Linked DNA regions of Sus scrofa: region 1 is linked to region 2. The links are chromatin contacts, called in public Hi-C maps. All regions are on one chromosome and are shown on one strand. Each heading gives the region's core, a stretch centred on a gene start, on an enhancer-like site or on the middle of the called end of the contact. The rest is flanking DNA. Distances are from core to core; before and after follow the strand shown. Region 1 holds the start of MSANTD2 (myb/SANT-like DNA-binding domain-containing protein 2). Region 2 holds the start of ESAM (endothelial cell-selective adhesion molecule).

Region 1 (6,810 bases), core at 1,544-4,043, 37 kb after region 2:
AAAAACTCCTGTCATCCCTGTCAGAAAAGAAGTACACAGATTCTGAACAAGAAGTGGTTCCGTGAAAACTGGGATAAAGAATCCTACCAGAATCTTAGCAGACACTGTGAAGAGGGACTCTGCTTACCTAAAAAACAACTCCATGTCTGCCAATAATACAAAGCTGAACTCCTGGATTAAAAGTCAGTAGGAAGAGCAAAACAATAACCCGGCTGGTGGTAAAGTTTCCAGCCCAAATGAAGCCTCTGTATTTAAACATTCAGATGCACAAGGAGAGCCAGATGCACCATAAGAGCTTTATTTATCACCACATCCGGCACAATACCTAAAGCAAGGGATAACTGGCTTTCACGAAAGAGCGTAGTCAGAAACATAGCAGGGCAAGCCATTCTAACTCTGGAAGCATCACACTCCAAGCTCCAGACCAACTACCAGCCAGGCAAACTTTTAACTGTGCCACTAACTCCGCGAAAACAATCCACTATCTGGCTACAATCAAACCTTTCCAATTCTCCAAAGCATCTCAAGACCTACTCGTCTTTTGAGTTAGAAACAAGCTCAAGTCTGAAGACAAGTGACACAAAGGCCAGTGGTCCCAAGGCGCTTTTCGTGAGGTTCTACCACTGCCACTCGCTCGAAAATTCCTAAACTGGGGGCTCAGCGGCCCCCTCTTCACCCTTTCTCCATCCCGCCCGGCTGGTAAGCCTCTGCCTGGGAGCCCCTGGCCTGGAACAAAGCGAGAGGCCCCGGCGGCGGGGGCGAGAAGCGCCGGCGGTACGGGGACTGCCGCCCGGCGCACAATGAGAAACTACCAACTTCAGAGCGCAGGAACATCCTCAATTGGCAAGAAAGAGGGGCGGCGGCAGGCACGCCCAACTTCAAACTCAGGAAACCTACGGGCTGGCGGCCATCTGGAAAAAAGCCCCCTTCCCAGGGAGAGAAGAAAAAGGCGGAGGAGATGCGAATCGCCCACCGGGCCCCGGAGGGGAGCCCTGCGCTCAGACCGGCCCCCGCCCCCGAGGCCCGCTTCCCCGCCTTCTCTCTGCCTCTGGTTCGCTGCCCCAGGCCGGGCGGCCGGTTACCTTGATGCGCTCCCGGCACTGGGACGGGGTCCGCTCGTAGCCCAGCTCGGCCAGGGCCCGGGACACGCGCTCGTACATGGCTGGCCCGGGGGCCTTGCTGCCGAACACCGTGCCGGCTCCCTCCAGCTGCTGGTACCGCGCCTCCACCAGCCGCTCGTTGCCCCACACTGCGATGAGCGCGTTCGTCTCGGCTGGCGTCCACGACATGCCCCGGCAGGCGGCGGCGGCGGCTGCCGCAGCCCCGCCACCGCCGCCACCAGGGGAGAAGGAGACCGAGGACGAGGCGGCGCTGCGGCCCCCCAGCCCCAGCCCGAGACCCCCGGACGCCGCTGCCCCCGAGCCCGCTGCACCGCCTGGCCCGAGCGGGGAGGCACCCCGAGGCGTAGAAGGGTCGGACAGCGAGGGATTTCCGTCGCTCAGGCCACCAGGAGAAGCCGGGGAGAGCACCTCCATCTTCGGGATTTTTAGCGGCGAGTTGGCGGGCAGCTCCGAGCCACAGGGCGCAGCCATCTTCCAAGCGGCCGCCGCTGCACCGCCCGGAAGTGACGCGTCCGCGCATCCGGCCGCCGCGGACTCCGGGGCTGCCCTCGGGCCTGCCTCGCCTGCAGACTGGCGGGTGTGGGCTCCTGCTGACGCGCGGAGGCCTTCTGCGGACCTCGGTCTTTCTCCGCGAGCCCTGCCGCGCCGCCCGCTCCTCTCCCTGGGCGAGAGGCGGGGATGAGGCGAGCCGAAGCCCCGAGCCGAGGAGAAGGGTGGGGGCATGAGGGCGCTGGTGTGAGGAACAGATTGGAGCCTTCCCACTTCCTCTCCAATCTCAGCCCCCGGGAGGAGGGGTGAGGCCCGTGAGGGGGCCCGGAGTTAAGGAGGACTTGACCATTTCGCTCGCTCGCTCTCCTCTCCCTCCCCTCTGTCTCTCCCGGCTTGGAAGTAGCCTCGGGGTTCTGAGGCTGACGTCCCAGGAGGAGGTTGGGGAACTCTGCGCAGGGTACATCCAGGAAGGCGCTGAAGCTCCAGGGAGAGATAGACTTTTAAAAAATATTTGGGAACCAGAGTTAGCGTTCGTACGCTGTAGCTTTTCAAGAAACCCAAGCGTATTATTTGAAGAGCAACTCTGATTCCAGTTACGATCTATTTTCCAGCTACGATCTATTTTCCAGTTAGTCTGAGTGGGTGTGACAGTTTGTAGAATAGTTAAATGTCTATTGCGCTTGCACAGTAGCTTCAAGCAACTCCGGGCTCTGCGGCAGAGTTACTTTGCAATACCATTCTCCATCCTCCCAACTTGGCAGTTGCATGTTATTCCCTCAGGGTTTATACGCTAGAGTGTAAGGAGACTAAAAAGCGACTGTCAATTATGACAGCTCTAGTGACCTCTGGTAATTAGGGGTAATCCGTCCTGATTGCTCCATAAAGTGCTTCAATTTAATGAACATTAACACACCAAATCCAATACATCGTTGTAAGGTATTTCAGTATTCTTCAAAACCAAAAATCTAATTGTTTATCTTGATCTTTAACTTAAAGGCCCCAGCTGCCTTTTCTTTTTCTTCAAATATGAATAGGCTATGCAATTTTTTTTAAAATAGCAGATATATGTGTGTGTTTTTTTTTTAATAGAGCTGAGGGCAGCTACATTTTTAACTCAGAATCACACCAGAGGATGACATGGTTGTCAATGGAAAGCCAAAAGAATAAGCAATAGGGATGAAGTAGAGAAGATAAACGTTGTCATATGTCATATTAAAATGCCACCATGACATTAAATTAGCAGTATGCAGAAACATAAAGAGGAGGTCCCTGTTGTGGCCCAGCAGGTTACAAACCAACTATTCCCGTTCCATCTGCCATTGCACAACACCAGCTTTATGGTGAACCATGGTGTAGTCCCAGATGAGGCTGGGATCCTGCGTTGGTAAACCTGTGGCTGTGGCGTAGGCCAGCAGCTGCAGGTCCTATTCGATCCCTAGCCTGGGAACTTCCATATGCCTCAGGTACAGCCCTTAAAAAAAAAAAAAGAAAAAGAAAGAAGAAAGGAATTGCAACATTTATGCCATCTCTTCCTCTTTTTCTGAGAAAAAGATATAGTCTAGCTCCTCCATTAAAAGTATGAATTCTAGAGTCAGAATGCCTGGCTTCAAATTCTAGTTCTGCAACCTTAGCCAACTTCTCAGTGCCTTGGTTTCTTCACCTGTGAAATAAGGATGATCTCACAGCATTGTTGGGAGAATAAATGAATTAATACAGCTATAGCCCATTCTATACCTGTATTAATGAATTAATACAGGTATAGAATGGTACTTGGTTCATGTAAATATGTTGAGCATTTGCTGTTATCTACTTTATTTGAACTCTAGTTGATATATAATCTTCCCTTTGTTACTTTCTCTACACCTCTGGTTTTCAGTTCTCATTTCTTTTTTCTTTTTTTGCTTTTTAGGGCTGCACCTGCAGCCTATGGAAGTTCCCAGGCTAGGAGTCGAATCCACGAGGATCTCAAAAAAAATCCTCCCTCCTTCTGTTGTTACTTCTGGATGATTCTCAAGTCAACTCTGACTCATCCAGGAAGCCTTCCTAGATAAAGTGGGTTGATTGGAAAGTCTCCCTTCCCACAAACTTCTGTTTCTAGACATTATTTCTATATGTCCCCTATCAGTCTACCCTATGAGAAAAGTTTGTATCAAAAATAAAATTTCCAGCAACATCCTGAAGTTAAAACAAAGCCAAATAATGTATAAACTATTAAGTGTGTTACAAGGTATAGAAGCACTGCTGGGTGGGCCAGGATCATGGGATCATTGTGTTGGCTTACTACAGTGGATGATCCTGGATTCCAGGAGTTGTGTGATGACTTTGTTCAAACTGGACTTATGGGATGGCTACTGTGTTCAGAATAATGTGCTACACCTTTTACTGTGGATCCAAATGGTAGTCATAATTAGATTAAAAACTTACTTGAGGAGTTCCTGCTGTGGTTCAACAGGATCAAAGGGTGTCTGCAGTGGCAGGGATGCAGGTTGGATCCCCTGCCAGCTGCAATGGGTTAAGGACCTGGTGTTGCCTCAGCTGTGGCTTAGGTGGAAACTCCGGCTGGGATTCCATCGCTAGCCTGGGAACTCCATATGCCACTAGGCAGCCAAAAAAACAAAACAAAACAAAAAAACTTACTTGAAGGATAACATATGAAATGTCCCAAGAGAGTACAGAACAATACAAATATTCCACCTGTAAACTATCCACACCCCTTTAACTGTATCTTCCCCTCATCGATTTCCTCCACAATCTGTATCAAGTTTGTTTTACCAGGTTTTATATGAAGCCTCCCCAATCAGTTGGACAGAACACCTCTATCTAATACACTCATACAACTTAGCCCTTCATGTTAATATTTTCTATCTCAAAAGCTTTGTTAATTCATTTGCAGACTCTTTCACTGTGTTTTATGACTATCAGTATGTTTGTTGCTTTATCTTTTTTCCTTTCACATTCCATATTAAGTCCTGTTACCTCAGCCTCTAAACTATTTCCTAAATTTGACTACTTCCCAACCCTGGTCCCAGCCTCCCTCATGTCTTTACTGGACAACTGGACTTGCAGCTTACATACTTGCCTGCTTACACTGTAGCCAAAGTGAAACTGGTATTTTAAAACATTTTTCTTGTGAACTATAACATGCCTATATAAGAGTACATAAAACATTCATGTACAACTACTATGTGAATTATTATAAAGCAAATCTTGTATAACTACCACCCAAGTCAGAAAATAGAATGTAGCCAGAACTCTAGAAGCTTTGCCCTACAATCCCTTACCAACATTATCCCTTAGCTCCCTTAAGATAACTGCTATCTTGACTTGCCTTTCTTGTAGTTTTTATCACTTTATTATATGTCACGAAAAGTTTTGAATTTTTTGGAAATGAAATCACATGTATTCTGGGTCTGGCTTCTTTCATTCAATATTATGTTTTAATTAAGATTCATCTGTATGAGGCTGCAGTTATTCATTTTTGTTGCTGTAAAATACTGTTTTATGAATATCTCATATTTTATTTATCCTCCTATTGTTGAATCTTTGGGTTGTTTCTAAATTAGGATTTTATGAATAATGCTGCTGTAAATATTCTTGTACATGTCTCCTAGTGCGTATGTGCAAGTATCTCTGCAGAGTATATACCTCCCCCTCCCTTCTTTTCTCCCTTCTTTCCATGTGGATACACAATTATTCCAATTCCATTTACTGAAAAGACTGTCCTTTCCTGTCCTTCCCTCGCTTGCAATCAAGCGTCCGTATGTACATGGGTCTATTTCTGGGCTCTTCTATTACATCAGTCTATTTACCTGTTTTTCTATTTGTGTTCCTTGTGGTACTATCACACTGCCTTAAGTGGGTCACACCAGCTTTATATTAAGTCATATTAGGTACAGAAACTTCCTCCTCAAATGTAAATTGGTGCAGCCACTATGGAACATAGTATGAGAGCTCCTTAAAAAACTAAAAATAGAGCTACCATATGATTCAGGAATCCCATTCCTGGGTACATATCTGAAAAAAATGAAATCTCTAATTGGAAAAGGTACATGCACTTCAGTGTTCACAGCAGCACTATTTACAATAGCCAAAACGTGGAAACAACCCAAATGCCCATTAACAGATGATTGGTTAAAGATGTAGTATATATACATATATATGTGTGTAGATATACAATGGAATATTACTTAACCATGAAAAAGAATGAAATATTGCCATTCGCCAAAATATGGATGGACCTAGAGAATATTATACTTAGTGAAGTCAGACAGAAAAAGACAAGTACTATATGATATCACTTATTTGTGGAATCTAAAAATTCAAATGAATCTATATACAAGCAGAAACAGACTCACAGAGTTACTGTCGTGGCTCAGTGGAAAGGAATCTGACTAGGAGCCATGGGGTTTTGGGTTCGATCCCTGGCCTTGCTCAGTGGGTTAAGGATCTGGCGTTGCCGTGAGCTGTGGTGTAGGTTGCAGATGCGGCTTGGATCTGGCCACAATTGCTGTGGCTCTGGCGTAGGCTGGCAGCTGTAGCTCTGATTTGACCCCTAGCCTGGGAACCTCCATATGCCGCAAGTGCAGCCCTAAAAAGCAAAAAAAGAAAAGGAAAGAAAGAAAGAAACAGACTCAGAGATGTAGAAAACAAACTTATGATTACCAAACAAGAAAGGAGATAGCAGGGATAAATAAAGAGTATGGGATTCACAGATAAAAAATACTATAAATAAAATAGGTAAACAACAAGGACTTACTATATAGCACAGGGAAGTATATTCAGTATCTTGTAATAACCTCTAATTGAAAATAATCTGAAATATATATATTTAATCACTTTGCTACACACCTAAAACTAACACAATATTGTAAATCAACTATAATTTAATTTAAAAAGCCTTCCTCCTCTTTCTTTTCTTCCTCCTTCTTGTTCAAGAGTAGTTTGCTATTCTTGATCCTTCCCTTGTTAAAAACCCACCAATGTCTTCGCATTGTAAAAATATGATCCAAACTCTTCACTGTGAGTGTGGTGATTTAAAAACCTATCTGGGAGTTTCTGTCGAGGTTCAGTGGTTAACAAATCTGAACCATGAGGAACCATGAGGTTGAGGGTTCGATCCCTGGCCTTGCTCAGTGGGTTGGGGAATCCAGCGTTGCCATGGGCTGTGGTGTAGTTTGCAGACGCGGCTTGCATCTGGCAT
Region 2 (6,874 bases), core at 2,716-5,215:
ATCGATGAGGAAGACCTTGCTTTTCCTTGAAACTCCTGAACCACCACCATTCCCCGCCATTCCCCGCCCCTCCCCGCCTCCCCCCAACCTCCCCCACCTCCCCCACCTTTGCCGGCTCTTCCCTTTGCCCCCCGCTGGGCGGAGCTAGCCTCTAGCCCAGACACCTCCTCCCTCACCTGGTTCAGACCATTCCCTTCCTTTATGAACCACATCACGGTGAGCACCTCCCAAGGCTTGGGCTTGGTTGAAGACACCTCCCCTTGCAGGGTGTACCAGGCCGGGAGCACCACTTCCGCTCCCTCTACCGCCTGCAACTTGGTGAGGCCGGCGGGGACGTGCAGCTCCAACTGGGCCCGCGAGGGGGACGCTGGGGATGAGAACGAGGAGGGTGAGCGTGGAGGGTGGACCTGCCCCCCACACAGCCGGGAGGAGAAGATGAAGCTGGCTGGGTTCCCCCGCTGTAGGTCTCGAAGGCTAACCAGGAACCGCTGGCCTGGGATCCAGCTGTCATTTTTATCAGAGTTTATTCTCCCCAACCTTAGCTCGCAGCTTTTAGCCGGAATGGGGACACGTGTCTATGGCATTCATTTGTATCCAGAGGCACAGATGTCCCAGCACGGAGAAGAGGAGGCAAATTTCCAGCGAAGGGTTAAGACATTCAAGAGGAAGGACAGATATCATACTTTTGATGTACACTCTACCTGGGTCACTTGATCCCCCAATTTCCCTGGGGGCTAGAGCCAAGAGGGGGGGATGCTGGTCAGGATCAACAGCATCCCCATCACCCCTGTGTTCTCAACCAGATAGAGGAGGTGGGTGGGAGGGTTAATTGGTTACCAAATTAACCCCGAGGCTCCTGAACTACTTGACAGCAGCCCAGTGCCCAACCTGGCTCAGGGACTGGTGCTCCCTAGCCTACCATTGGGTCCCCACTCATGGGCTTCCCCAGGAAAGCCCCCAAGGGACCATTTGGAGCCCAGGAGATCTGGGCCAGTCCTCTGAGGTTGCAGGGAATCATGGCAGAGCTAGGAAGAGAATAAAGGTCCCCTGACAATCTAGTACTAAACAATCAAGTACAGAGCTTGTGTCTGCCTGCATCTGGCCTTCAGGAGTTGGCCTGGGGTGTTGGTGCGAGGAAGGGACAGCTGAATCAAGCTCGCATCATGGTGTCCAGGAACACTCACTTACTGCCCTATGAGAGGCAAAGGAGGAGCAGAGTCAAAGCCCTTTGGGGGAATAACCTTGGGCTTGTCCCCAGCAGGGCCTGAGGAAGTTGGCCACCCTAGACCTTGGCCCTGCTCTCACTGAGGACCTGAGTCCTCAGCCTCAACACTACAGTAGAGTCTGAGATGCCACATCTTCATGGCGATCAAGGGCCAACGTGCGACAGAGGCCGCACACAGGCCTAGCTTTACACCTCCTAGAGCTCAGCGGAAGGCTTCTAAGGGGCCAGGAGTGGAACCGGCCAGGATGCACGCCACCCCCACCGCTTCCTGGCTTTGCGTCTTTACTGAACCCCCACCCTTGTTCCTTGGCCTTCTTAGCACCCCCCCTTCCCATTTCCTGGCCGGTCCCTGCAGGCCGCACAGGAAACTTGTGCCCGGTGATAAGCCAGAAGACAATGAGGAGGGCGCCGCTGGACGGGCCTGTGGGTGGTGCCGGCTAGGCCCGGCCTTTCTGCAGCTCACTCCCAGAGGCCCGACACGATTCCCGCCTGGAAATCTGCCTGGGTCCCGGGAATGGGGCGAGCTGCCTCTGCCCTTGATGCCCTGAGAGACCTCCTTCAGGCCCTGCATTTGTCATTTCACTTGGCAAAAGGTGTGTCTGTTGGGAGGGTGGGGGGAATCCGTAGTAACCGGATGCACTGGAGTCTGGGCAAAGGCTCCCTGTCCTGCGCCCCCAAAGAAAACCCATGGCTTGGCTGCCCTGGGTCTTGGAAGTCCGCTGAAGCAGAAGCCCCTCAACTATTTGGCCCCCTTTTGGTCCCCAGTGCCATAGGGAGAGGGAAAGGGGGTGGTTGGGTCTGAGTAAGAGTCAGGAGCAGCCCAGGAAAAGGACCCTTCTGGCCCATTCCAGACTAGAGCGAGGAAGCAGGCAAGAGTAAAGGATAGCGAAAATGGGCCCGCTCCCCAGGGCTACTATTTTTAGTCTCCTTCTTTCTCTGAGAAACTCCCCCCACGGGCTTCTCACGCCCCAGGGGCAGCAGCACTGAGCCACCGAGGAGCAGGAGGGCAGAAAAGCCCTGATAGTTCCATAGGGCAAAACCGAGCCTGGACAGTGCCTGCCTGCCGCAGTTGCCTACCCGGGGCCATTTAACCCTCGAAGGGCTGGTGGGAGCTCGGCAACCCCTAGGGAAGCCAGTAGGGCCCTTGAAGCCTGGGTTCAGTATGAAAACTGAGGCTCAGAGTTAGGATAGAAAGAAGATGGGTTGCAGGATAGATAAGGATGATGCCTTGGCCACAAAGTTGAAATTTTCTCCCTTGTTTCAAGATCCCCAACAGGGGGGATAGGGAATTTGGGAGTGGAATGCCAAAGAAAAGAGGCCTTGAGGTTGAAGGGAGAGGGGGTCCTTGGGAAAGGGGGCCTAAGAAGTCAAGGGATCCTGGAGCAGGCCCACCAAGACTAGGGGGCAGGAAGGTGTCTCTGCTTTTTTGTGGCTGGTCTTGAACCCCACTTTGTCTGGGGTACTTCATCCCCTAATGCCCTTGCAGCAGACTGGGCTAAAGGGGACTCAGATGAGTTAGGTGATTCCCATCTCAGTCCCCATCACTGTGGTTGAATTTTTCTCTACATCTTTCCAAGCTTTACTTGCCCTGGTGGCTTCCAGCCTGAAAGTGGGAGTTATAGCTGCACCAGACAAACCCACCCTTCACCCCCATTCAGGAATCCTTGAAGAAGGATGGCAAGAAAGCCTGGGAGGCAGCATGTGAAACAGCTAAGTTTCCAAGGGGCCTTTTCTCCCCAGATGTTGCACTGGGCCACCTCCAGCTTCTGGGTGCTCCTGGGCACCTTCAATACTCCTCAAGCACTTGCTCCAAGGAGGCGCCCTTCCTCTGGGACTCCTTTGTCCTTTGGCTCTGGGAACTGATTAGGGGTGGTGGACCTCTGGGGGGGGATGGTGTCACAATTCTGCTCCTCCAGGCATTCGAACCCCTCCTCCATTTCCTGTGTCCCAAATGACCTCACGGTCATGCTTTTGGGGGCACCTCCCTTGATTCCCAGGGCAGGAAGCAGGAGGAGGGGGCAAGAGGGAGGATCTGGGCTGGGGAATTGACATGAAATGGTGTGTCAAGCCCAGAGACCAGGGAATTCCCTAGGGGCTCTTGCACATCAGCTTGAGCGGTGGGAAGTGGGGGGGACGGATGGGGGGGGGACTGGAGTTAAGTCCTTAAGCTCTTTAGCCAGTGTCTCATCTAGCAGCTCAGCTCATCCGGCTCTGCTGGGTGGAGGTGGGCAGTGGGGGTGAGGAATGGTTCTGAGTCCTAACCCTCTCCCTCACCGCACACACTGTGCCCAAAGTGGTGGCTGTTTGCCGACACAGCAAGGACAGAGTCAGCACTACTCAGTGATACCTTGTGTGGTGGAAAATAGCAGTGGGGGTAGGGAAAGCGTCTAAGACAGGAATCCCAGCCCACCCAGTTCCTCATCAGTGCCCAAAACCACCTCCCCCAGGGTCGGATTCACCCCATCTCCCACCTCAGGTCCTTTCCAGGTTCAGGGTTTCACTCACCAAGAGTAGTCAGCCCCAGGAACAAAAACTGCAGTAAGTTGGTCGCGGGGGACCCGGGCAGGGAAATCATGGCCTTCCCTGGCCCGGATGGAGTCAGGGGTACCGGCTCCGGGACACACCGACCGACAGGTGCTGAGGCTGCACGACAGCAGGATCGGACGCAGGAGCCGGGCCACTGACACCAAGTGCAGCTCTGGCCAGAGTCTGGGCGTGTGTGTGCCGGTGGCGGGGTGGGGACCAACAGGGACTCGGGGGCGGGGCATTCGAGGGGGCGGAGAGGTCGCGGTCCTCCTGGGCCCGGCGCGCCGGTGACCCGCCGCAGGGGGCGCTCCTCACGCTTCGACGGCCGGATCCCGCGGCCTCCAACAGGTCAGGACGCAGAGGGATGTCAGGTGAGTCGCGGCGCCCCGACAGCCAGCTGGAGGCGAGGGCCGAAGAGAAGGGTCCTGAACTATCGTACTGCACCGTGCCCTTCTGCCCGCGTGGGACAGAAAGGGGAGCCAAGAAGGAAGGGAGGTTTGCACATTATCCCACGTCCAGGGGCTACCCGGACCCAAACCCTAAACAGCCGGGGCTTGGGAGTTCCGCGTCCTCAGCCTAAGAGGAGAGGAGGGGGGCCGCGTTTTCCCGGGACCACTGGGGGTCTGCAAATGGGGGTCGGAACGGCAGGAAGAGGCCAACGTGCTGGCATCGCGGGCTAGGTTTTGCTGTCCGAAACTACCAGTTTCCCGGAGCCCAGGACAGGACGGACTGCGGGAGCGGCTGGGGAAAGGATGCCCATCCCTGCACGTGCCACATCCCTTCCTGAGCCCCGCCCACCCGAGGCTGCATCAGCTGTGGACGCTAGGACAGTGTTCACCAGTGGGCGGAGAAGGGGGCCTCTCTCAGGTTCTTAGAGGTGCTCTAAAACGCAGCCCGAAGGTCACCCGGGGCTTGCTGTTGCAAACCTGAGCAGGGAAATGACTGACGCAAGGATACCCCAGGAGCTGAGCAGGAAACTGAGGAAACAGGTGCCTAGTTCCCCGCTCAACTCTGAAAAGCCGCTGCGGGAAAGTAGACTGGACAAAGTACCATTTATTTATCCCATCTTCGCCGCCTCCCATCCCACCTCACGCCTGATCTGATCCTTTAATTCCCGGGGATAGATCTTGTTCGCTGTGAAATTTAATTTAACCGTCCCTCTCCTCGCCAGTCCGTCGAAGGCACCTCTGCGCCCTCTGGCGGCCACAGATCCCTAACAGAAAGGCACGCACCTGTTCTGCCTTCCCAGTCCAACAGCCAAAATAAAGATGCTTCGAACATCCGGGTATGGGTCAACCCACGGAGCAAAGGTCACCGAGGACAGAAAACATAATAACAAATCCCTGGCGCTACCTGCTCTGGGTGGCAGTTAACTGAGAAGAAAAGCAGCCGGGCCTCCTGGATTCCTTTTATGCCACGGAGTTCTGCTGTTTTAATACTGACTATGGTCCTTGAGCCTGCATTGCCCAAGGTCTTTTTCTACACAGCACCCCACAGAGCCTCTCAGCTGCTTCTTCTTCGTGTGACCTGGCTGGCTGCTCTTTAAATACCTGCCATGCAGTGGGTTTGCCTATGCAAACACTAGACTACTCATGCAGCGCCTGGAATCTAATACTCAGTGACAGCAACAGTAATAGCTAACTGCCAGTCTCATTCCTTCGTAGGGGGACCTACAAACTTGGAATTGTCAAGTAGATTTTGTGGTCTGAATATATGGGGGGAGTGTGCTGTTGGTTTGGCTTTTCTATTCTATCACACTCAAATTTATTTATTTTTACTTTAGTCTTCACTGCAAAGGACCTCTTGTGAACATTCCTCATTTCCAGATCAAGACCAGGTTACCCCAAATAAGTAATTCCTTCCAGGAAGGGCAGTACAAAGGTCTTGGTTGTACCCCAGGAACACCAAAGCATCTAATTGGGCGGGCTGTGCTCATCCCTATCAAGCAACATATTAGGTAGAGCCTTAACATTCACTCTCATCAGGCTAACTTTTCACAATTTGCATCCCAATAATTTACAACATCAAAACTAAAGCGACAGCCAAAGATTTATAGGCAGTGACTCTCTCCATTTGACACGAGAGCGGTCCCTTTGGGGCTCTTTCAATGCTCTCACCCAATCAAAGAATTTTCTACACTATATTTTATTTCAATCATTTTTTCCTGCTGACCTTGAGGCAGTCAGGTGGTAGAAGTTAGAACAGCTCCATTACTTTCTGCAAGTTTTTGCCACAATGCAAAAAAATGTTAAGGTGAACATTGTTCCCTACCCATGTGTATAACAGGAACATTAGCACAGATGATCTGTGAGTGGTCTCAGAACTGCTGGCATAAACAGGTTGTGTGCAAAAGCTAAGTCCATAGTTTCCTTTGTTAGGAGACTTGCAGGTCCCTGGTGTTTCTCCCAATTATACCTCATCTTTTATCTCTACAGTATTTTCTAATGCTGATTCTTACATTTGAATATAGTGTCTCCATCTCCCTTGAGTCAGTTATAAGGTTTCATTAAGGTCTAAATAGTCCACTTTTTTTTTTTTTGTCTTTTTTGTCTTTTGTTGTTGTTGTTGTTGCTATTTCTTGGGCCGCTCCCGCGGCATATGGAGGTTCCCAGGCTAGGGGTCCAATCGGAGCTGTAGCCACCGGCCTACGCCAGAGCCACAGCAACGCGGGATCCGAGCCACGTCTGCAACCTACACCACAGCTCACGGCAATCCCAGATCCTCAACCCACTGAGCAAGGGCAGGGGATCGAACCCGCAACCTCATGGTTCCTAGTCGGATTCGTTAACCACTGCGCCACGACGGGAACTCCTAAATAGTCCACTTTTAATTTTTAGGAATGCTCATATAGTAATCTGACACACTGCTGTCTTTTCTAGATGGTTCTGGCCAAAGAGAATGGATACTCAGTATCAGCAAGGTGCTTTCTTTCCAAGTCTCCATTCCCCAATGCTCAGCTTTGTCCTCTTGCCCCTACCCCTCACCCATCCCAAGACACAGGGTGAAAACACATGCTTGATCAGTCTTTGCCCTATTCTCCATGCTGCTCACAGCGGTCTAGCAATGCCCCAGTCTCGGTAATGTTAGGTAGATCTAAAACATCCTCACTAAATGTTCCCCAAA

The links. Hi-C and Micro-C count contacts between places; a contact is called where the count stands out from the background.
Region 1: a Hi-C map of brain shows a contact between it and region 2, with 2.3 times the contacts expected there. The contact joins the promoter of MSANTD2 here to the promoter of ESAM in region 2. A contact is called at or near these places in 1 of 5 promoter capture datasets (liver), 5 of 47 Hi-C or Micro-C datasets (brain, heart right ventricle, liver and 1 more) and 2 of 2 datasets of contacts at active chromatin or transcription factors (alveolar macrophages and skeletal muscle).

What each region holds. Positions count from the first base shown.
Region 1 is chr9:52,026,734-52,033,543 of Sscrofa11.1, forward strand. MSANTD2 (myb/SANT-like DNA-binding domain-containing protein 2) reads right to left here and starts at 2,794. Exons shown (of 5, transcript XR_002335713.1): 1 at 1,083-2,794.
Region 2 is chr9:51,988,450-51,995,323 of Sscrofa11.1, forward strand. It overlaps ESAM (endothelial cell-selective adhesion molecule), which reads right to left and starts at 3,966. Exons shown (of 7, transcript XM_005667461.3): 1 at 3,731-3,966; 2 at 177-367. The coding sequence starts at 3,800.